Linked DNA regions of Sus scrofa: region 1 is linked to region 2. Evidence: chromatin contacts called from public Hi-C data. All regions are on one chromosome and are shown on one strand. Each heading gives the region's core, a stretch centred on a gene start, on an enhancer-like site or on the middle of the called end of the contact. The rest is flanking DNA. Distances are from core to core; before and after follow the strand shown. Region 1 holds the start of FBXO4 (F-box only protein 4). Region 2 overlaps OXCT1 (3-oxoacid CoA-transferase 1).

Region 1 (4,233 bases), core at 1,005-3,504, 68 kb after region 2:
AGGGATAATAATAGTACCTGCCTCACAGGTTATTGAAGAGTTAATATTCAAAGTGCTTTCTTCAGGGCCTAGCACATGGTAAGAGTTCAAAAGAGTTAGCTACTACTATTATTTTACTTAATGGCCAGTTCTGTATATTGGCATGCCTCATCATGCTGAAAAATAAAATACTCATCAACCAGAATAACTGACAAACTTGTTCTGGCCAGTGAGCAAGCACTCAATGCCCTTTTCTAAGTTCAAGTGGTCCTGGCCATTCTAATGGGAAGCAGTTTTCAGAGAAGAAATCGTTGGCTGGATAGGCATTGCAAGTGTTTGTTATAAGTATGTTCAGAAGAAAACCTACCATTGATTTTCATAAATTTTTCAGTCCCAGCCCAGCCTCCTCCAAATGTATATATACCTGCTGTGTACCCAACTTCTACATTCACCAATCAGTTTGATTGACTTGGCTTCTGGTCTCTTGCCTTTCTGGTCTCACTCAACTCACAAGTCAGATGCATTTAACAAATATTAGTCATCTAAATATTACACATACCCTATTTAAAAATAGATTACGTTGGGAGTTCCTGTGGTGGCTCAATGTTAATGAACCCAACTAGTATCCATGAGGATGTGGGTTTGATCCCTGGCCTTGTGTTCTTTCCTGGTCCTAGAGAAAGGAGAAATGCCAATAAATTCATGGTTCTTTTTCTTGTCAGTACAGCCTTGAAGAAAACCTGAAATTGGATTGGTTGTTGGCGCCTTGCAATGGCATGTAAATAAGCAATGAAACTTTAAAATTCACATGTCACAACCTCAGTTATCAGGCTTTATTGGATTTCTGTTATTTGACATTTATTTATTTAGTCTTTTTAAGGCTTCACCTGTGGCAAATGGAAGTTCCCAGGCTAGGGGTCGAATCGGAGCTGTAACAGCCATAGCAACTGCCAGATCTGCGTGATGTCGGCAACCTACACCACAGCTCATGGCAAGACAGATCCTTAACCCGCTCTAGCAAGGCCAGGGATTGAATCCATGTCCTCATGGTTACCGGTCAGGTTTGTCACTGCTGAGCCAAAAAAGGGAATGCGGTGTTATTTGACATTTACATCCCCATTTATTTACTTTTGAAGTGTAAATACAAGCTCATAACAAGCTTATAAACGTTGTGTCCATTGTTAAGCATTAAGCACTCCTTAGGTGGAATACATATATGGATATAGCAATAGATAGGGAGAGAGAGATTCAGAGAGAGATTGATACATATTATTACTACTATTATTATTATTAGGGCCACACCCACAGCATATGGAAGTTCCCAGGCTAGGTGTCAAATCAGAGCTGCAGCTGCTGGCCAACACCACAGCCACAGCAATGTCAGATCAAAGCCATGTCTTCCACTTACACCTCAGAGCAACATGGGATCTTTACCCCACCCCACTGAGGGAGGCCAGGGATTGAACTCACATCCTCATGGATACTAGTTGGGGTGGTTACCGCTAAGCCACAAAGAGAACTATATTATGTTAAATATATGTATTTAAATATTTGTATACTTACAACTTATGTTTCCTGTAGCCTATCACTATCCTTAAAGGCTTCAATGGTTTTATGAAGTTACTGATCCTATCTTCTCTTTTGAAGACTTTAAAAAAATGGGATTAAATTTTAATGGATGACTTTTGGTTATATGTCAGAATATTTTGACAATTGAGACAATAAGACAACGGTGGGCAGAGGTTGATTGCAAAATATAGAAATTTCCGTATTTGAGTATTTTCACGAAGAGAATGAATGGTTGCATGCCCTGGATATTGTAAGCAATTGCTGGTTGACAGTGAGTTTAAACCAGGTTATGTACAGCTACTAAGCACCAAACAGTGGAAGAAGGCCATCTACTGAGTAAGTAGGAGTCATCCAGGCCTCAGGCAAAGTGGAAATGGGTCCCAAACAGAGGGAACACCTGGGATAAAATAACGAAGTAAAATAAAGGGGCAGAGGGCGAGAGATTTTATAGCAACGGGAGAGGTCAGCGCACCCAAAGCGAAGGGGGCAATGACTGTTGGTGGGAGCCTCAGGCTCAGACGGGAAAGACCCCGAATTGGGCCATTTCTCCGTTACCTTCCATGCTGTGGAGGTTTCTCCACCAGAGTGGGATTGGTGATGGACCGGCCGGGGGGGCGGAGCTTGGGAGGGACTAGAGGGAGGGAGGCGGGGAAGGCGGGGGAGGTGGAGGGGAGAAGGGGGCGGGGCGAGGGAGCCGGAAGGCTGACGTGCGTTGCTTACCGCGCCGACGGCAATGGCGGGAAGCGAGGCTGGCAGCCGAGGCAGTTCTCCTCAGCCGCATCACAGCGACTGGGGTCGCCTGGAGGCTGCCATCCTCAGCGGCTGGAGGAGCTTCTGGCAGTCGGTGGGGAAGGAGAGGGCGGCTCCAAGGGCCTCTCCGGAGGAGGCGGACGAGGAGGGCAATCCGTTGTCGCGGCTGCCGGTGAGCGTCGGTCGCCGGCCGCGGAGGACCCAGGGCCGGGCCGGGAGGGGCGCTCGCTTGGGCGGCTTCGGGGGTCCTCTGTGGGCCTGGTCTGTGTCTCCTCTGTGGGCCTGGCCTGTGTCTCGCCACCTCCCTACAACCATTCCGGGCAGTCTCATCAAGGGAGCAGCAGATGAGCAAGAAAGGCCGTGGTGTTGACCGCTGGTGCCAAGCACCTGGCCTAAGGTCGCCGCGAAACTCACCTTCAGGGGCGCCCTGGTAACCAGCCACGTCACCCTCAGGGTTTCTACCCCCGGCACAGGTCCAGGGACAGGGACACCCCAAACTTCATCAGGTTAGGGAAATGTGGAATCCGTTCCAGACGTTCCGGTTAGCGTGGGAAAGCATCCAGCATCTGTATTCTTAGCATCTTCCCAGGCTCCTTGTACAAAAACACCTGGGGGTCCCGCAAAGCACTCTCCGAGGGTTTTGCAGCTTTTATCTTACAGTATATTTCAAGTAACAAACCTGCCGGTCAGCTGAAAACAAATGACTAATAAGTTACAAGCGCCTCAAGTTACAGCAGGCCAAAAGAATAACACGCATCGTTTATTGTCAAACTTTTCAGGTAGATGGGAAAACTGAGAGGAGGAATTCTTAGAAATTATTAAAATTCTGTATCTCAGCTAGGCTATTGACACCACCCCGTCTAATGTGCATCAGGAATTGAAAACTGCAGGCTTAAATTGCCTCCAGATTCTCTTCCTTGCCAAAGTTCTTTGAAATAAGGGAATTTTATGGAAGAACTCTGCTGACATATTTACTCTTTGATCAATGGTAAAATGGGAAGTTTATCCACTTGATAAAGATTTTGTTTTGAAGAATAAATTATTTCATTAATTTATTCAGGTAAATGATGTGGCAAAAAATATCCATGGGGAGAAATTAAATGAATTGGTTATTTTCCTTGAAAAATACCAGAACGTCAGATGTTTTTTAGGAATGTTTCAGTGTCTCAAAAATTAAGTGTTCATTTATGATTCTGTCTGGGTGGCAGGAAATTAACTTAAGGATGATAGATTTAACCTTTTTGGGGGGGAGGGTTTAGGCCACACCCTTGGCATATGGAGATTCCCAGGCTAAGGGTCTAAGTAGCTGCTGGCCTACACCACAGCAATGCCAGATCTGAGCCGTGTCTGCGACCTACACTACAGCTCACAGCAACAAGTGATCCTTAACCCACTGAGTGAGGTCAGGGATGGAACCTGGGTCCTCCTGGATAATAGGTTCATTTCCGCTGAGCCACGATGGGAACTCCAGATTTAACTTTTTTTTTTTTGTCTTTTGTCTTTTTGTCTGTTGTTGTTGCTATTTCTTGGGCCGCTCCCGCGGCATATGGAGGTTCCCAGGCTAGGGGTCGAATCGGAGCTGTAGCCACCAGCCTACGCCACAGCCACAGCAATGCGGGATCCGAGCCGCGTCTGCAACCTACACCACAGCTCACAGCAACGCCGGATCGTTAACCCGCTGAGCAAGGGCAGGGACCGAACCCGCAACCTCATGGTTCCTAGTCGGATTCGTTAACCACTGCGCCACGACGGGAACTCCCAGATTTAACTTTTAAAAACATGGACTATTAAGTCGATCTTTGGTTATCTAGTATAAAATAGTCTTTGTTAATTTTGTAGCTTATTATGATGGATTTAATTATTAAAATGAAACACTGTTCAGTTCACCTTTGGTCTCCTAGTATAATGTAATTATTTGTTATTTTATAATTTATT
Region 2 (4,316 bases), core at 748-3,247:
CCCCTAGCCTGGGAACCTCCATATGCCGTGGCAAGCGGCCCTAGAAAAAGCAAAAAGACAAAAAAATAAATAAATAAATAATAAAATAAGTTAGTATTATAAAAGAAAAACGGATTTTTTTTTTTTTTTTTTTTTTACCTGAGGTGTCAGCTCTACTTCTAATTCACCAGCTAAGTACTGTCGTTCAAATTCTGCATTTTCTCCCACGTATGAAGAGATCATGCGTTTTATCTGCTTGGATTGAAGTAAAAGGCCCAAACCAAAGTTGTCAACCCTAGAAGGAAAATGCAAGCAGCTTACAATCAAAGGAACATCTGATGGAACATTCATATCACTTATATTCAAAAACTTGAAAATGTATATGGCAAACCACTGACATTTCTCCTAACAACCTCCTTTCCTTCCACCTTCACTTCACTCTCCACCCTCCTCCTCACATGCACAAGTGGCCATTCCCACTCGACTAACTCTTTTCTAATTCTCAGGATTTATCATTCTCAAGTCTCTAGCATCCCCCTCAGTCAGTCCTGACAACACGGAGTTCCTTAAGGTAGTCTAGGTAACAGGTAACTGTCAACCTTCTGATAAACTTGTTCTAGTCCTACCTTTCCAATGCTGGATCTACTAACATTTCCAACACCACGGGTGTAAAAGAAATAGCTGCATGATTTATTCTTACTTGGTTCGAAAGAAAACTAAAACCTAAATACTAAGTGTCTTCCAGGAGTGCTCTTTTGAGATACGGGGAGAATTCCCTGAAGATTAATAATACACTTGTCCACTAGAGGGCTCCAAATCACTAAAGAGTCTTTTGGAAAACTGGTTACACAATGTTTTCTAGATTTGTTTTTTGCCTGTTCTTAATTAATACCTAGCTAGGCTCTCAGTTCTTCAGGTTAACAATTCTACTACCCTAGCTCCACCTGCAGCCTTCCCCAGCTCATCTTATGGCAGCCCCATCCTAACAATGTAAGTGATTTCTGACACACGCATTCCACATTAACTCAAGTGGAAAATTCGGATTAGTTTCAGAATCTATCCAAATCTGAGCAGTTCTCATTCCTGGGACCTCCGCCATCTCTTGCCCAGACACTGCAGTAAGCTTCCCTGTCCGCTATGATCTACTCACAAAACGACAGCCAAAAATACAAGTACAAAATATGTCAGATCAGGGAGTTCCCATTGTGGCACAGCAGAAACAAATCAAATAGTGTCCATGAGGATGCGGGTTCAGATCCCTGGCCTCGCTCAGTGGTTTGGGGATCCGGCATAGCCATGAGCTGTGGTGTAGGTCGCAGACACGGCTTGGATCCCACACTGCTATGGTGGTGCTGTAGGCCGGCAACTATAGATCCGATTCAACCCCCAGCCTGGGAACTTCCTTATGCTGCAGGTGGGGCCCTTAAAAGCTAAAAAAAAAAAAAAAAAGGTCAGATCCCATAACTGCTCTGCTCAAAATTCTGTTGGGATCCATTTATTTAGAGTAAATTTTACTCTGAATAAAAGCAAAGGTCTTGGAGTTCCTGTCGTGGCTCAGTGGTTAACGAATCCAACTAGGAACTATGAGGTTGTGAGTTTGATCTCTGGCCTTCCTCAGTGGGTTAAGGATCCGGTGTTGCCGTGAGCTGTGGTGTAGGTCGCAGACTCAGCTCGGATCCCCATGTTGCTGTGGCTCTGGTGTAGGCCGGCGGCTACAGCTCCGATTCGACCCCTAGCCTGGGAACCTCCATATGCTGAGGGAATGGCCCAAGAAATGGCAAAAAGACAAATAAATAAATAAATAAATAAATAAATAAATAAATCTGGAACTCCAGGTATAGGTCCATACTACATACCAGAATACATTTGGTCATTCATTGACTTGGGAATTTTTCTAACCACGCTTTCATGGATCTCTGTTTCACCTTTCAATCCATTATACATTTGAACTTAGCTCTGTCTGGAGATGATCTTTCTATATTTGTTGACCTTGGCTCTGGACACTGTGTGTATTTAACCTCTGCTTTATTTATGGACTAGCAATCTGGCATGGCAACCAAGCATTGCATAAGAACTTCAGCCCAGGTTACCACTTGATCATGTACAAATTTATGTTTATGCCTCAAAAAGTGTTGTTAGATAGCTTATAATAAGAGCGTTTTTCTTGCTACGTACTTTCCAGCTCACAAATTCCGTAGACATTAACTCTTATCTACTGTGTATCAGGCACTGACAATATAAAAAGGAAAAAGGCAAGGCCCTCGAACACAATAATAAAGAGAAAAAAGACATTTCTAACAGAAATATATATGTTAAAATATCTTGCAGTTTTTTGATACTAAAGATAATTTGGGTGAGCTTTCTTTTTTCCTTTTTAGGGTCACACCTGCAGCATATGGAAGTTTACAGAGTAGGGGTCAAATTGGAGCTGCAGCTGCCAGTTTACGCCACAGCCACAGCAACACCAGATCCAAGCCATGTCTTCACCTTATGCCACAGCTCATGGTGATTCTGAATCCTTAACCGACTGAGCAAGGCCAGGGATCGAACCCACAAACTCATGGATACTAGTCAGGTTCTTAACCCAGTGAGCAACGACGGGAACCCCCAGGTGAGCTTTCAAAGAGATTATCTTGCTTGCCTTTAATAGCCAATATTTTCCTAGCATGCCTAAAGAGAAAGAGACTTGATCTTTTTCCTGCAGTACAACAAATTTGGGTTTCAAACTAAGTGGTTAAATGAAGTCTAGAGCTAAGAATTCATTAAAGAGGTACAGTAAGGCAAAACAAAAATATACTTCATAGAAAACATCAATTTTCTGCAAATATTTTTTCATTTTCAAATCTGATTATTTCATTTTCTGAAATCTTATCAACTGACAATTCTAGAATAAATTGTCAAATGAAATTTTAATAATGAAGTTGCAACCAACAATAGGTTAATTTCCAAATATGCAAAACACTGATACAACTCAGTATCAAAAAAACAAACAACCCAAACAAAAATGGGCATGAGACCTAACAGACATTTCTCCAAAGAGGACATACAGATGGTTCGTGAAAAGATGTTCAATATTGCTAATTACTAGGTAAATGCAAATCAAAACCACAATAAGGTTATCACTTCACACCTTTCAAATTGGCTATTATCAAAAAGTCTACAAACAATAAGTGCTGTAGAGGGTATGAAGAAAAGGGAACACTCCTACACAAATGGTGGAAAGCAATATGCATGCAGTAGAAACTATACCTCACGTTTTGAATTTTGATCTTTTCTCAGGCTAGCAATATGCAGTGTGATATTCTGTTGATGCTGGGCAGTGGCAGCTGCAGCTCCAAGTCAGCCATGATCATGAAGATGACACACTTACACCTACCCTGTACCCGTACAACCATTCTATTTTTCACTCAGTACAATATTCAATAAAACAGGTTTTGTGCTAGATGATTTTGCCCAACTGTAGGCCAATATCAATCTTCTGAGCATGTTACAGGTAGGCTGAGCTAAGCTATGAGATTCGGTGTATTAAATGCATCTATGACTTAGGATATTTTCAACTTTTGATGGGTTTATTAGGACAGAACCCCACCTTAAGTGGAGGAGGATCTGTATAAGGATCTGGCATTGGCACTCCAATGGCTCAGGTCACTGTTGTGCTCTGGGTTCGATCCTTGGCCTGGGAACTTCCACATGCCACAGACACAGCCAAAAAAAAAAACTAGTACAAGTTTATTTTTTCCTTCTTCACAATTTCACAGATAGAAGGTTCACCATAGAACTTAGGAACCTCCACATATGCTTTTTTTTCCTTTCCTTACGTCAAGAATGTTCATCTTTTCATTTAAAGGGGGCATTTTATGGGTTCTCTTTGGCATATCCTAATTGCCAGCATCACTACTCTTGTGCTTTGGGGCCATTAAGTAAAATAAGGGTTCCTTGAACACAAGACCTGCAAAACCATGACAGTGGATCTGGTAATCATGGATGTGATATCCGAGGTAGCTACTAGGTAATCAGTCAGCAGGATATGCTGATCAAAAGGAAGATTCATGTCTGCAGCAAGACAGAACAGGAGGGCAAGAGATTGATCACACTACCCAGAAGGGCTTGTAATTTAAAACCTATGAATTGTTTACTTCTGTAAGATGGAAAGCTCTGAATATGTAGACAAGAAGTGCAGATCCTTCCAAATAAAAACAAAAGACTCAGCACAGGAAAAAATGAGCACAAATGCAGGATCAGTTTTGTTTCCTAAATAATCTGTTTATTCTAAACTGCAGTATAAGAGGCTAAACTGCCAACTTAGTTAATTTTTTAATTTTTTAAGATCTTTAAAT

Evidence for each region. Hi-C and Micro-C count contacts between places; a contact is called where the count stands out from the background.
Region 1: a Hi-C map of skeletal muscle shows a contact between it and region 2, with 4 times the contacts expected there. The contact joins the promoter of FBXO4 here to the enhancer-like site in region 2. A contact is called at or near these places in 4 of 47 Hi-C or Micro-C datasets (embryonic fibroblasts, fetal heart ventricle, liver and 1 more) and 1 of 2 datasets of contacts at active chromatin or transcription factors (skeletal muscle).

What each region holds. Positions count from the first base shown.
Region 1 is chr16:26,705,223-26,709,455 of Sscrofa11.1, forward strand. FBXO4 (F-box only protein 4) reads left to right here and starts at 2,255. Exons shown (of 8, transcript XR_002339734.1): 1 at 2,255-2,470.
Region 2 is chr16:26,637,349-26,641,664 of Sscrofa11.1, forward strand. It overlaps OXCT1 (3-oxoacid CoA-transferase 1), which reads right to left. Exons shown (of 17, transcript NM_213938.1): 4 at 139-274. Among named protein-coding and RNA genes, the nearest start is that of OXCT1, 20 kb to the right of the region's middle. Within about 2 kb of position 1,998, at least 10 of the 83 cell types and tissues checked have an H3K27ac peak or open chromatin away from gene starts, as enhancers often do. A contact at or near this core is called in skeletal muscle, where this site is marked.